Linked DNA regions of Mus musculus: region 2 is linked to region 1. A link is a contact called in public Hi-C data. All regions are on one chromosome and are shown on one strand. Each heading gives the region's core, a stretch centred on a gene start, on an enhancer-like site or on the middle of the called end of the contact. The rest is flanking DNA. Distances are from core to core; before and after follow the strand shown.

Region 1 (7,518 bases), core at 489-2,988:
TTGCTTTCAGCTACTTCAAGCTACCCTCTTGTTGGCTTCCATTTTGCCTACTTCTGTGAAAGCCTGCCTGTCAGGTAGATTCATGTCAGGCCACGGTCTACTGGTAGATTTATTGACCTGCTGATAAGAGCGGATACACTTGAATCTCAAGGTGAGGGACTGAATGTTCTGTTAATCTTGGAGGAAGAAGGAAGAACAGGGAGGCCTGTGGATGGGTACAGATATCGAATGTAGCATCAGTTTTGTCTCTACTGCCTTGTGACTTTGTTTCCCATGATGCTGTAACGTATATAAAACATAAGCTAATTAAACTCGAGGCTGTTGCAGCACTGACTGGACAGCCCCTCTGATTTCTAACCTCTGCTTCTGAGTCTTCTTTTCTGTCTTTCCTATAATCCTCACTCCCCCCTCAGAGGACTGCTGGACTTTGTACTGGCTGGACTGGGACACCCTTTTGCCTAGGAAGGCTAATTAGAGAAGCAATGTCTCTTAAAGTCCATTCCCCACCCCTGTTAAAGTACTAGGACCTTTCTGCTTGTCATCATTCTCTATACATACTAGGTCCCATCTGCCTGTCTCTTCTTATTCTGCTGACTCTAGCAACCTCCATGTGTCCAGCTGCTGCTCCTTTGTGGCTTAGTCTATTCCCTCAGTGGTTCAACTCATCCAGTTTTAGCACCCCGTTTCTGGTTATATGCACTTGCATTTATTTTCCCTTTTAAAGGACTCTTGCTTTCTTTCACAGAAATGATGTCAGTTTGTAAGAATTCTATTAAAATCAGGAAAACACCTGAGTATTTTCTAAGTGTAACTCTGTAGTTGCCTTTAGAACAACTCAACGGTATACCTGGTCTAGGACAGAACTGAATCTGTTTGAGAGAAAGGAAAAGCTGGTAATTAAAGATGGAAAAGTGGGTCACTTTCAGATCAGTCTGATAGGGCGTCCTACTGCCTGAGTTGTTAATAGGAGCTCAACTCTGTAATGGGATTATGACAGACTCACTAGAAAACAATGACTTTGCAATGAAAATTTATCATTTAAAATTATTCTTTCTTAAAGCCTCACCCCAGAGAACCTATGTAAACTCATTGCAATTGTGCCTCCAGTAAACTGGCTTTGGTTAATGATAACCTTGATGGGACTCTACTTTACTGTTATTGTAACTATATAACTATTTCCAGAAAAGCAGGTCACCTAGATGTTTATAAGTCAGAAGTCTTTATGACATGCTTAAGGGAAGGTCAGTTTGCCGGGGTTTTCTTATCTTTCCCTTCTGTATCACCCACAGCCAGAGCCAATGCTTATGTGTGTGGAATTCTTTACTTTCTAATTGGATTGGCAGGTAGGAGAAAAGGACACTTTGAATTCACTGTTTCTAGGGTGGTGGAAGAGTAGTCTGGAGAAAGTGGGAAGGAGAATTTTTTGTCCTGTGGTGGGCAAGAACTGAAAAACATGTGAATGCCAGTGGTGAGGGAGAGAAGTGTGTGTTGAAGCTAAAGAGTATAAAGGGCTAGGAAGCTCCCCGGATTTCAGAATTTCCTGAAGTCTACTGACCAGATTGGATGTCTTTATTGATACAAGGGAAAGGCAATGAGAAGATTCAACCAAGGGACTTCTACATTTTTTCCTTTTTTGATGTAGTTTAAAAAAATCACATTGGTACAGGGAGACAGGATTGTGCAGTATACAAATAACAGCAAGAGTCTAATCTGAGAATGATTGTAGTAACCTTGCCAAGAGATACTGTTAGCCTGGAGATGGGTAGTCGCTATGGAGACGAGGGAAAGTGAGAGGCAGAAGATGTTAGAAGTAGAAGAGACAGATGATGGAAGCAAAAGATTTGCAGGAGTGTGAAGGAAAACAGAGTCAAACATGACCAAGATTTCTGGTTTGAAAAATCAGGCCAAGGAAAGATGATGCCATTTAGTCTGATGTCAATGATAGGGGAAGAATAGGTGGGAAGTCCTAAACATGAGGTTTAGTTGGGGTATAGAAGTTAGAATTCCAAACAAGCAGTTTTGGAATACATGTCATATTTCTAGAAGTTCACTGAAAAGAGAAATAGATTAATGCCATAGGAATAGGGGCATGAACCTGGAAATACCGTGGGGGGAAATAACAGGTGTGGAGGAAGGAGCAAGGCGAGGCTCAATAGCTTAGCAGTTTGGGCAAAAGAAATGCAGTACACCACATGTTTGCACTATGTGTTGTATAGACATTGCTTTCCCCTTTCCCATCATCCTTCAAATTTCAAGTTCCGTGTTTGTCATTCTGGCTGCCTTCAATCACAGAGCTAGATTTTGACTAGCACTCGTTATTTTGCAGGTGTTTCCAGGTGAAAAAAATCTACACGTTTCCTTATAGTGGCAGAAAAGCAAATTCTGTTTTGCATCATAAAGTTTTGTATTTATGACACTTCTAAGACACACTGAACATCATCTAGATTATTCATAATACCAAGCACCATGCAAACAGTTGCTACACTTTTATGTCATCCTGACTGGACGAAGGGATGTATAGGTAGCTAATGTCTTAGTAAGTATTATATTGCTGTGAGGAGAGACCAAGTAAGTACTTTCTTTCTTTCTTTCTTTCTTTCTTTCTTTCTTTCTTTCTTTCTTTCTTTCTTTCTTTCTTTCTTTCTTTCTTTCTCGCTCTCTTTCTTTCTTTCTCTCTCTCTTTCTTATTTATTTATTTATTTTCTACACAATACTTCCTTTTTAATTTTATTTGTGAGATTATAATATGTTTATAACACTTGTCTCTTGGCTGTCCTCTTTTGAAGAGGGATATTCTATGTGGTACAACACTAAAGAATTTCTTTTTTTCCCCCTTTTTTCTTTTAGATATTTTCTTCGTTTAGACTGTAAACACTATTCCATTTCCCTGTTCCCCCTCCAAAATTCCCTATCCCCTACCCCTTCCCCTGATCACCAACCCACCCACTCCAGCTTCTGGCCCTGGCACTCCCCTATACTGGGGCATAGAACCTTCACAGGACCAAGGGCCTCTCCTTACATTGATGATCGACCAGGCCATCCTCTGCTACACATGCAGCTAGAGCCATTAGTCCCATCATGTTTTTTCTTTGCTTGGTGGTTTGGTCCCAGAGAGCTCTGGGGGTACTGGTTAGTTCATATTGATGTTCCTCCTATAGGGCTGCAAATCCCATCAGCTCCTTGGGTCCTTTTTCCAGCTCCTTCATTGGCGACCATGAGTCTCTGGACTGTGCCATGTCTTGACAGTGCCTCACTTCCCACTTTTATGAAGGATGGCTGATTCTGCTGTCACCCTCATGGAGATTTTGCAAGGTTTCCACTGAAATGAATGTCTGAAAATCCGACAGCAGTGTCATTTCAGAAGTTGAGGCTTGTTCTTTTCAAGTCCTTCCATGTGGCTTTCAGGAGCTTAGTTCTTCACTTGTCTTTATCGACTATCAGAGAGGAAATATGGAGAAAGAGGGCTTCTCCAGTTTCCCACAGAGAAGAGCTCCATCTTGGAAGTGTCAAACATGGCCCTTGCTTTTAATAAAACTCACACCATCTGTGTTCTAACACAGGATGATCAGAGTTGCTGCTTTTTGAGATGCTAAGAAAGTGTGTGGAACCACTATTGTCTTTGACAGTATCTGATTTTGTATCAGTACCTGACTACTTTGAAGCTTTACTAAGATCTCTGCTCAGGAAATTACACTAATACTTTTCTCATACATAAAACAGCAGTAAAATGGCAGGTGTCACTCCGTATAAGAAGCTCCAATGAGGTTTATTGGAATAAGAAAACTACAAAGTCATGATTGGTTCTTGGGGTGGTGAGAAAAGTATTCGAAAAAAACCACAATATATGGAGATCTATACATGGGGCCTTAAAAGGAAGAAGAAACTTTTTATTACAGTCTGGAGTGGAGCTTCTTTTAGAAACTAAGTCATAGTTGAAAATGGATGCCATTTTTTGTGTGTGTGCACGTGCTTTTTGTTTTGATTTTTAAAAAAATTTTACACACACACACACATACACACACACACACACACAGAGGGAGGAAGAGGGAGAGAGGGAGAGGAAGAAAAAGAGTGAGAGGGAAAGAGGAGAAAGAGGAAGAGGGAGACTGAGAGCATGCACATCAGCCTAGGAGGAGTTGGCAAGGGCACTGGAGACTTTTCAGAAAGCAGCCTTCATCTCCACCCCAAATCCTGGAGCAGTCTCCTTGTGGAGACTTGATCTAATCACCAGAACAAAAGTTTGGCTTTTTATAACCTTTTGGGGAGGTGAGAAGTTTCAAATCATGTGCTTTAGTTTAGCACAGAATATATAAGAAAGAGAATGGAGGAGCTGGGTGCTGGTTAGGACCTTAAATCAGGGGATACGATTTGGCCACAGAATAGACTGTTTCTTAACTCTTGAACCCAGGAAGAGGTGCAGGGAGGCATGTCCTGATCAGACTGTGGGATCAGACTTAAAATGCAGGCCTCTGTTCTTACACACATCACTTAGAGGTCAGTCTCCAGGGATGGATGGGGATGTATTTCAGTGTTTGCCTTGGATGCAAGAACCCCTAGGGATGATTCCTAGGACCGTAAAAAGAAAACAAGAATAAAAAAAAAAAAGATAAGGAACAACCTTTCGTGATGTCTAGCAACTTCAAACCGTGGACCACAAAATGACCACATATTAATTTAAAATGAAATGTGTAGCAAATCTGAGGTATTTCCTGCAGCACTAGCCTGTGTTGTATAATGCAACTTTTTGCAGCTTTGGCTCTGAACAAACCTGTTCATTTTGTACTGTGCATGCTATTATAACACCTAAAACCAACAACTGCCTAAAACATCTTGGCTCAGAGCAGAGTCTATTCTGTTAGGAATTGCAGTGTTGTATTGAATATACAAAGTTTCTGCTCTTATAGAAGCATTATATTTTAATTGTGAAAAGCAAAGACTTTTAATATGTTCCTACTGTCATTCTTCAGTGGGTAAGTATCGGATTTATGTGACTATATTTTTATGTTAAAATGTTTAATTAAAAAACCCTTGTTTGAGTCATTGCTTTGAGTTTCATAAAAAATATGTTAAATGTGTTTTGGCTTGGGCTTACTTAGGACAAAGCGTACCAGTTTATGAACTGGCTATGAGCATACTTCTGACACTGTGTACTACCATACGCGAAGCAGCCTTCCCAGCCTTGATGACTACCAAATCAAAGTTTCAATCCATTCTCAAGAACAGTGAAGGTGCAGCGCACTGTGCAGCATCAAGTATTCGCCTAAGAGTTAGGCAGTAATATAACAGTAAGCAGCATAGCACCTTATTAATATGCACCTTTCCTCTAATCTTTAAGAAGTGTATGGAATATGTTCATAAATTTATTAAATACATATATATAGTTATATGTATAGCAAGAATTGTTTTTAAAACATATCTCCCTATGACTTATTGCCTGTACATATTAGATTTGTGTATCTATTTTATAGACCTATATACCTGGGTTTTCATGAAAACGTCTCCAATGAAAAGGGCTTACGAGTTAAAAATGTTCAAGCAACTCTGTTGCCATGGATATGTTTTTGCTGAGAAAGAAAAAAAAAAGGACAAAAACTTAAGAATGTAAGAAGAGATATCAGACTATTTGGTTGGGATGAAGAGCTCTGGGAGAGGGGATTGGGAACGGGGACAACATTTAGAATGTAAATAAATAAATAATTTAATAAAAAACCTAATTGGAAGTTTTTTTCTGCATCAAATGAAAAGTTTAGGGGGAACTGTTTATGTGTGAAAAAAAGATGGTGGCTCCTGTGGTTGGTCTTCAAGTTGGAGTCTATTGGCTTTTGATTGGTGCATTGTTTCTTAAGTGAAATGTATGTATGTATGTATGTATGTATGTATGTATGTATGTATGATTTATGTGAAATGTATTTATAACACAATGGAAAGAAAAAGCCTTCCCCAAATCTGACACCTTTGCAGCTTGGATTGCTCAAAACTTTTCTTTCAAAACTGTTCACAGGAGCTGTTTATCTCAAAAGTGAAGACAGGCTGATCTGCATTCCGCAGCCGACTGCCCAAAGCCTCTGCAGTGTGAAGATTTGAAATTGACTTTCTCCCTTGAGGGTGTTCCTTGGAAGCAGGAGGGGAAAGAAAAGTCAGCTAAGCCAGGACATCTTTAAAGATCTCTCTGAAGCAAGATACAAACCGTGCTCTTTAAACAATGTATTTCCAATCTTCTGAGGTGTGACCTTACCTCCTTTGAGTGAATACCAATGAAATCAATGCTCCCTTGTGGGAGAAACAGGACCTCTGGGGCTCTCACGAAGACAAGAAAGGAATATATGAAGGAAATAATAGTCTTTCCTAAGTCCTCGGCAATGTTGCTAATTCTATGGTTGGAGAGAAGGGAGGAGTTGAGACATAAACTTCAATCTTGGAATTCACAAAAATTTAGGCTCTTACCATAATATTTACATTCAGGCATTTCTGGACAGAAGTATACTCCATTTTCATCAGGAGGACTGGTCTTCACACATGATTTATTGTATCTATATTTTTACCAGTATGTCCTTGTAAAGGACCTGTATGCGATGGGAAGAACCAGGTTCAAGTCCGATTGTCATTGGTGGAGCTCCATGCTCTAACCTGCCTGAATCTCCTTCCTTTTCAGTAAAACAACAGCAATAAAAAACCAGTGAAGAGTTTCCTGATAAAAGAATGTATGGTAATCAATACAGTGTAGACACTTGTTTGTTGCAAAGATATAATCTTTGTCTTCTCTGTCTCCGTATTTCCTGATTTTCTGTGTGTCACTTTATCACAGTTATGACAAACTTTTCCCTGAACCTTGCAGTTTCTCCTCTGGACAATGATCAACTATTTTTCATTATATTTCTAAGTGTGTCTGTTATTTATGTTAGAGCAGTTTTGGTATTACAATAGTGACTTTTATTTTCTTTTTAGAGTGGCCAACTTATTTGAGTGCTTAATGTTTTGTTTGCTATATATTTGGGGACAGATGATTTTTTTATCTGCATTTCTCCCCTCTCTCTCTCTCTCTCTCTCTCTCTCTCTTTTAGTTATTTATTCTTGTCTCATACATTATACCCCAGTCACTGTTTCTCCTCCTTCCATTACTCCTAGCCTGATATGCACTATGAGAGGTGAATAAACTTACTTTGTGTGATGAAGAAAAGGATACAAACGGAAGACCATTTGAGGGAGATACTGTAAATTCAAGTTTTATCCTCAGCTGCAGTTGATAACACACAAACGAGCTGGATTGCTAGTGCTTGTTGTCGACTATGTATAAGAACTCATTTCATGTTGTATCTTCCTCAATTTAGTTCTAATATTGGTTCTCCCTTCAGCTGGCTGGAGCACATCCTTCAGTAGGACATTCTAAGTGATGCTTTGTAGACTGCACCCAAGCACAGCTTGATGCTCTCTTTATAGAGAGGAGGTGGTTTGGATACCAAATTACTGGGTCTCCTTTATATTCTCTCTTCAAAATAAAATTTAGTGTTAACACTGGAT
Region 2 (6,909 bases), core at 265-2,764, 2.5 Mb after region 1:
ATAAAACAACAACAACAAACCACAAACAGATAACCCAGCAGTATCCACAAAAACATAGCTGGGAAGACAGCTGAAGCTGAGTACCAAAGATTCTAGTTTGAAAAATAACAAGTGTATATCTGACTTAAGGACGGTGGAATGAGGGGAATTCTGGGAAGTTGTGCAGGGGAGCCTAGGATAACTTAAAAATATCAGATGATGGCAGTGTCTTAGTACATTCCAATGAACACCAAGAGAAACACTCAGAGCCTTGTCTCCCTCCCTATCCTTGCACCCATTGGCCTCCATCCTCACACCGGACCTGCCCTCACTTGGCCTCTTAGTCCTGCCAGACCAAAGCCCAGAACTCCCACAGGCCATGGGCTCATCCCTGTGTCTATGAGAGAGAACATGCTAATTTTCATTCTGTTGCCGTGATAAAACAATGACCAAAAGGAACTTAGGAAGGAAAAAGATATCATCTGGCTTATGCTTATCACAGTCATGGGGGAAAAAAAAACAAGAACAAAAACTACAACACCATAAAGATAGGAACTCAAGCAGAGATCATGGAGGAACGCTGCTACCTCATCTACCCTTCATATATCTCCAAGGACTACCTGCTTAGGGATAGCGGCAGCCACAGCAGACTCGGCCCTTTCTATATCAATAAATATGCCATACAGTCATGTCCACGAAATAGTACGATAGAGAAAATTGCTCAATTGGAGTGCTTCCTTTCTAGGAGACTGTCAAGCTGACAAAACTAACCAGCATGAGCCAGATAATTCCCAGCTCCAAGTGAGTCATGAAGACCAGAGGCCACGCCCTCCAGAGGTCACGCCCTCTTGAGGTCACGCCCTCCTGAGGAAGATCCAGGAGCATTCTCTGGGCATAGATGCCTGGGAAGAATCACTAGACACACAAATTCAAGAGTGGCGCTGTGGAGTAAGCGACCTTCAAGGATGTCACAGCTATTTTTTCTCATTCCATTATGATGTAAGGATTTGTAGGCTGGGGAGACTGAGGTGGGAAAAGCCTGGAAAGCTCCCTAGAGTGAATCCCACCGTAATTCCTTCCAAGAAGCATAAACAGGGGCCAGTGCAGCAACACCCAGAAAGCCTGTAACCCCAGCACTCGAGAGCTGAAAGCAGGTCAGCCTCAGCTACATAGCAAGTTTGGGGTCAGCCTGGATTGCATGAGACCCTGCCTATAAACAAACCAGAAACAAAAAGCCAGCATGCCACATAAGAGCCTTCAACCCGTTCTGGAGAAGAAGGCGTGACATCTACAGCCCTAGAAAGCAAGCAATGACTTTGACCCTCTGGAAGCCACAGGACATAAAATGACTGGCATTTGATAACACCACTAAAATGGAACATTTCTATTCCCAAAAAGACGGATACTGTCAATAAGATTCCTTTTTTTTTTTTTTTAATCTGATTAAACTTTCTCTTTTGCTGCTTCTTTGTATCTCTGGTTGAAATGGAGCAGGATGCAGGTTACCATGGTGACGGCTTTTTTTTTTTTTTTAAACAGAGCTCAGGAGCTCTGGCTGTTGGCTGTAAGACCCCAAGCAGGAAATGGGGATATCAGGGTGAGCAGAGGATGAGAGGGACAAGAAAGAAAGGCGCAGGACTCATCCCAGGGTGCTGTAACTTCTCCAACTTGTTCTGTGACACAAGAATGGGAGTCAAGACTCAGCTGCCTCATTGGATGAAGGAAGCAGAGGCCAAATGTGTGTGGGAAACGTACACATCTTAACCTTTCCTTACTTGCTCCTTTTTGTGGCAAATAGACATCTGCTTTTGCACCCCTTCCCACTCTTAGTGGACACCTTCCACCCAAGTTTTGGAAAGCCCACCAAAAACCTAATCCAAAGAGGCATGATAAAAAGTTAAAAGTACTGAAAGCAAGAGCCCCATCCCGACCCCCACCCCCAGGAATTTTCAATGGAAGGGAATTTGAGGTTGCCAGTCCCATTGTTATCAATTCAAGCAGCTTTTGCCTCACATGCCTTTTCTGGTTTCTTCAAGCCCATCTAAGAACAGAAAACAGAGAGTCTTCGAGAGGCTAGGGCTCCCCATGGAAACCTGACAATCAGACATGGGTCAGAGAAATGACTGACAAGAGAGGAAAGGAGTTGCTGAGAGAAGTTCCCAGGGCCCTTCCAAATTCCAGGCCAGGGAGATAGGAAAATGGAATGGATAAAGCCAGAGAAAAATCGCTGATACAAAACCTGTTGGGGGGTGTGGGGTGGCTGGAGAGATGGCTCAGTGGCCTTCCAGAAGTCCTGAGTTCAATTCCCAGCAACCACATGGTGGCTCACAAACATCTGTAATGGAATCTGATGCCCTCTTCTCTTGTGTCCAAAGAGAGCAACAGTATATTCACACATAATAAATAAATCTTTCAAAAAAAATCTGTTTTGGATTCTCAAACACTGATGGCAGCCAGCTGGGGCAGGGGTTGGTACCACTGGCTGCTTTGGTGACCTTGTCCCCACAGACCGCAAGAAGGACATTTATTCATACTAGATCATAAGATTCCTTGCCTCTGCTTCAGGAGCTGTGGAGAAGGGTTGATGCAATCTATCCAGCCCTCTTCACTTGAACTTTGGAAGTGTGTTGCAATACCAAGGCAAGAATATCAATAATAACATGGGCTGAGTGCTTGCATGGACATTGTTCAGGGTCAGTCTGAAAATGATCCCATAACTTAGAAAAGCAGCTTGCCCATGCACTCATGATCACCACCATGAGACTCAACATGTATATTTGACATTGGTGTCTAGAGTGTGGCCTCCCGTCCCCAAATGCTTGTTCAGGTGTCCTATACTTGTATGCTCTGATGTTGGAGTCTTACTGAAGCCAGTTTAATGAGGACCTAGAGGTCCCCATGAGCAAGTGACAAGGTAGACTCTCACTCCCAGAAATTTTTAATTGCATGGTAGAAAGTAGGAGCCAGGATTGACCCCTAACTCAGAAAGGAACATGACAAGAAGCCCCAAGAAAGGCTCATAAAGACACAATCAGTTCGTTGCTACCCTAGCCCCAGAGTTACCATGGCAACAAAGTCTCTGATGCCCATCCTCAGTCCCTGTTCCTGATCTGCATAGCCTGCTGCCTACTTCACACTTCCTCTTTTAGCATCTTCTTGAGCTCAGGAACTTCACAGTTCTCTATAGTATCTGCAGGTCAAGAGCCATTCTTGAACAAGCAGAGACACACAGCCAACTCTAAGCAGCCCCAGCCCTCCTCAAAGCAGCGGGAACTGCTTGGGTTTCATGCTTTCTGTCTCCCTTTTCCCAGTCTCTGAATCTAGTATTGCCTTCTGCTCATATATATATCATACCTACTCTGTCTCCTTCAAGCACCTGGGAACTGTGCTCGCTAGAGCAGGCTGAGCCACACATGCTGGAGGAATTCAACTCTTAGACCAGATTGTAAGAAGACGTGTGCTGCTGGGCAATAACTAGAGCACCATGGGCTGCATAAGATAATAGAATAATAGACAGGGGTCTTCATTTGGAAGATGTAACAAGGTGGGTTTCTATGGGTACAGGCATGTATATTATCATGTTCTGAAGCCATGGTGTCATCAGACAGACTGGCTCACAATTCTGGGTGGCCAAAGTGTATAGTTGGTTGGCCTAGTGCTACTTGTATCCTAATGCTAATATTGGGTCCCCAAAACCTGGTTGTCCCAAAGATAAGAGAGTCCTCATGTAGACCCAAGTGACACTGTGTGATCTTGTTATTTTTGATTGGTGAATAACTATGCCAACAGCCAATAGCTGGGCAGAAGAGACATACGTGGGGTTTAGGATTCCCAGGCTTGGAATCAGAGGAGAACCAGGAGGGAGAAGAGGTGAAAGAGGAAGGAGAAGCAGCCATGGTTTAGCTGAGCCATAAAAACATGGCCCTGAGAGCTGGCCAATAGGAGTTAAGAACAGCCCAGATAAAATATAGTAAGTAATAACTTGGGGTTATCGATAGGAAAGAAGACTCTAATAGCATAGAGCTCTGCCCAGTTCTTATGCTGTTTCAGGCTTAATGAAAATATAAAGGTTGCTTGTGTGTCTTTTATCTGGGAACTGAATGATCAAGGCAGGGTAGAAACCCCAGAATGGGATTTAAAATTTCTACAAGTGTGAGCTGCTGTGCACATCATTTGCTGTTGTGGGATCTCTGCTATGCCAACAGGATTGTTTAAAGTTTAATCCTAGTTTTTTAAAAAAAAATCAGTTCCCAGGGTACTGGGCAGCAGCAGTTCTGTTGTGTCAGAATTACACAACAGAATTACAGCATTCCTAGGCTCACGGGACCAAGTTCCTGAAACCTAATGGGAACTGGCTCTACTGACTGCTCTCTTACCTTTCTTCACACTCATATTCTGCCATGTCATTGTCAAATCTCATCTCTAGGGTAACTGTTCTCAAACTTAAGGATGCCTCAGATGGAACAATTTTGTAGAACCCCTCAGTGGTGGACTCACCCCCAAATTTTCTCATCTGGTGAGTCCAAGGTGGACCTAGAAATGGAGTTTCCAGATGCCCTGTGGCTGTCTGAGGCTCTCACTGTGAAAATCATTGCTCTACACAGACATCCACACTCCTTTGACCATCCTTTCCACGTGACAGCCCCCAGGCATCTATGACCTCATAGTCAGTCTCCTGGGGGCTCTAGCTCACCACGTGAAACTTTTAAATACCTTCTCTTTACAGAGAACAGGTATTCCCACAGACTACCTCAGGTAGTAGGAGGTACTTCAATGGTGGACCTAAGATGAACCTCAAGTGAAGCGTCAGGAAGCTTCCAGGGGAAAGCAGAGCTGGCAAAGCAACTCTGTTTCTTCTGAAATGAATAGAGAAGCCATCATTGCTTCAGCAAACCCAGGTTGACCTTCAGTAAACTCCACCTCTTTTATTGTTTCTACTGTAGCTAAGGGTTCCTGCTTCCTCATTCTTGTTCCTGTTTGTCTTAACGTTTCCGTACTCCTTTATCCTGCCCCTCTAACAGCCTGGCCTCCTCCAGAGAACAATTCAGTTTATAGATCTGTCACGCACTACCTGATTTTCAATCATTTTCCCACTTTCAAATTCCCCAAAGAGAGGATCAGTGTGTATGCCCTGTCTCCATTTAGAGAAAGCTCTTCAAAGCAGCTTCCAGATTGGGGATTAGTTAAGCCTTAGTGAGCGGTGAGAGGATGGACCTTATGGAATGGTGTCCACCTTTGATGGTGGGAGAAGCTTTAGTCTGCTGACCCCCAATGCCTTGCATTCTAACTCCATTCAAAAACACCCAGCTACCTTTACCACTGTGCACAAAAGAGCTCAGATGCCACATATGTGCTCCATGTAATGCAGTTGGGTTGTGGCGTTTACTCAGCCTATATCCTGGGAATCTGTCATCCTACTGTAGGCATGTGGTCTGTGGAGAGACGCTGAGCAAGCAGCACCTTCCTCCTTCTGACTTTCCTTGTTCTATTGATGAGGAAGGACAAAGACCACTTTGTGTAGATAGCTGGATCCCCACAATGGCTTCCCACTGAACTTCAGCCACAGGAAGCCCTAAGCCTGCCACTTCTCCCTTTCCATGCTGTGCCAAAAGAAAAGGAAAAAGAAATGGAACCCAATAGGTAGTAGGTTTTACAATTTTTCATAAAACAGTTCATCTTGTTTAATTTAGCCTATCACCCAAGTCTGTTGAGATCTTCTGGAACATGAATGATATCTTTCTCCAGCTTATTTGATAAATTGTTCAAACCCCATCAGGGGCCATCTGCCCATGGAAGGGAAGTTAAATGTTTAACTTATCTTTTCAGGGCTGACGTGAAGGTGGATTTAGATGGCTCATTTCCATGAGCTCCTTTGTAGCACTTGAGGAACAGTTGCTCCATAGTTTTGAGACATTATTGTAGACTAAGATACTGATCTTACACATGTATTAATCCATTGTGTTCGAGGCAAGGAAAACCAGATAGTCGTGTCATGAAGGTAGCTAAACCATTAGCTGCTGTTTAGTGAACAATCATTTTAAGTTACGGATGCTTTAATATATTATTTTTAAAGATTTATTTACCTATTTTATGTATGTGAGTACACAGTCACTCTTTTTAGACACACCAGAATTAGAGCATCAGATTCCATTGCAAATGGTTGTGAGCCACCATGTGGTTGCTGGGAATTGAACTCAGGACCTCTGGAAGAGCAGCCAGTGCTCTCAACAGCTGAGCCATCTCTCCAGCCCCATATATTGTTTATAATCCTTAATAACCTAAGGACATTTGGTTGATTGGTTGGTTGGTTGGTTGGTTGGTTGGTTGGTTGGTTGGTTTCTCTTGTTTTCTTTGACTTTTCAAGACAAGGTCTCACTGCGTTTAAGATGAGCCTTGACTCGACCAAGTTGTCCAGGCTGGTCATAAACTCACAGTAATAATTCTAACTCAACAACCTAGGTACTAGGATTACAGACATGGACCACCACACATAGCTCTTTTGTCTGTTTGTTTGGAGATAGGATTTCAAAATACATGTTGAATATATGTGTATATATTCACATATATATGAAATAATAAATATATATTGTTCAGCCACTCAGATGCTAGGATTACAGATGTGCAGTACCTGGTCCAACAAAAGGTATGTTTTATTGTCTCTTTTTTATGGAGATGAAACACCTGCATTCATAAAGGGTTATTGACTTCTCAATATCTAACCACTAGAGTGTGATTGAACTGACCCCAAACCGTGTGTCCCTTCACTGTACCACAAAGGTTTCCCTAAGAATGGCTTTACAGATGAAACTGACTGAAGGTAGAAATCGGGGACGCTTCATGCATACTTACCCAGGGGTCTCAGTTTAAAAAAAAAAAAACACACATATGTTGGGTTAAGCAATAATGATATAGCCATGCTCGGGATATTTA

The links. A called contact is a pair of places that touch in the nucleus more often than the background predicts.
Region 2: a Hi-C map of cortical neurons shows a contact between it and region 1, with 4 times the contacts expected there. The contact joins two enhancer-like sites. A contact is called at or near these places in 11 of 484 Hi-C or Micro-C datasets (the G1E-ER4 cell line, cardiomyocytes, cerebellum and 4 more) and 3 of 115 datasets of contacts at active chromatin or transcription factors (VIP interneurons, astrocytes and large pre-B cells).

The regions. Positions count from the first base shown.
Region 1 is chr11:40,871,438-40,878,955 of GRCm38.p6, forward strand. No RefSeq gene overlaps it. Among named protein-coding and RNA genes, the nearest start is that of Ccng1, 120 kb to the left of the region's middle. Within about 2 kb of position 1,739, at least 3 of the 459 cell types and tissues checked have an H3K27ac peak or open chromatin away from gene starts, as enhancers often do. A contact at or near this core is called in cortical neurons, where this site is marked.
Region 2 is chr11:43,348,922-43,355,830 of GRCm38.p6, forward strand. No RefSeq gene overlaps it. Among named protein-coding and RNA genes, the nearest start is that of Mir146, 22 kb to the right of the region's middle. Within about 2 kb of position 1,515, at least 14 of the 459 cell types and tissues checked have an H3K27ac peak or open chromatin away from gene starts, as enhancers often do. A contact at or near this core is called in cortical neurons, where this site is marked.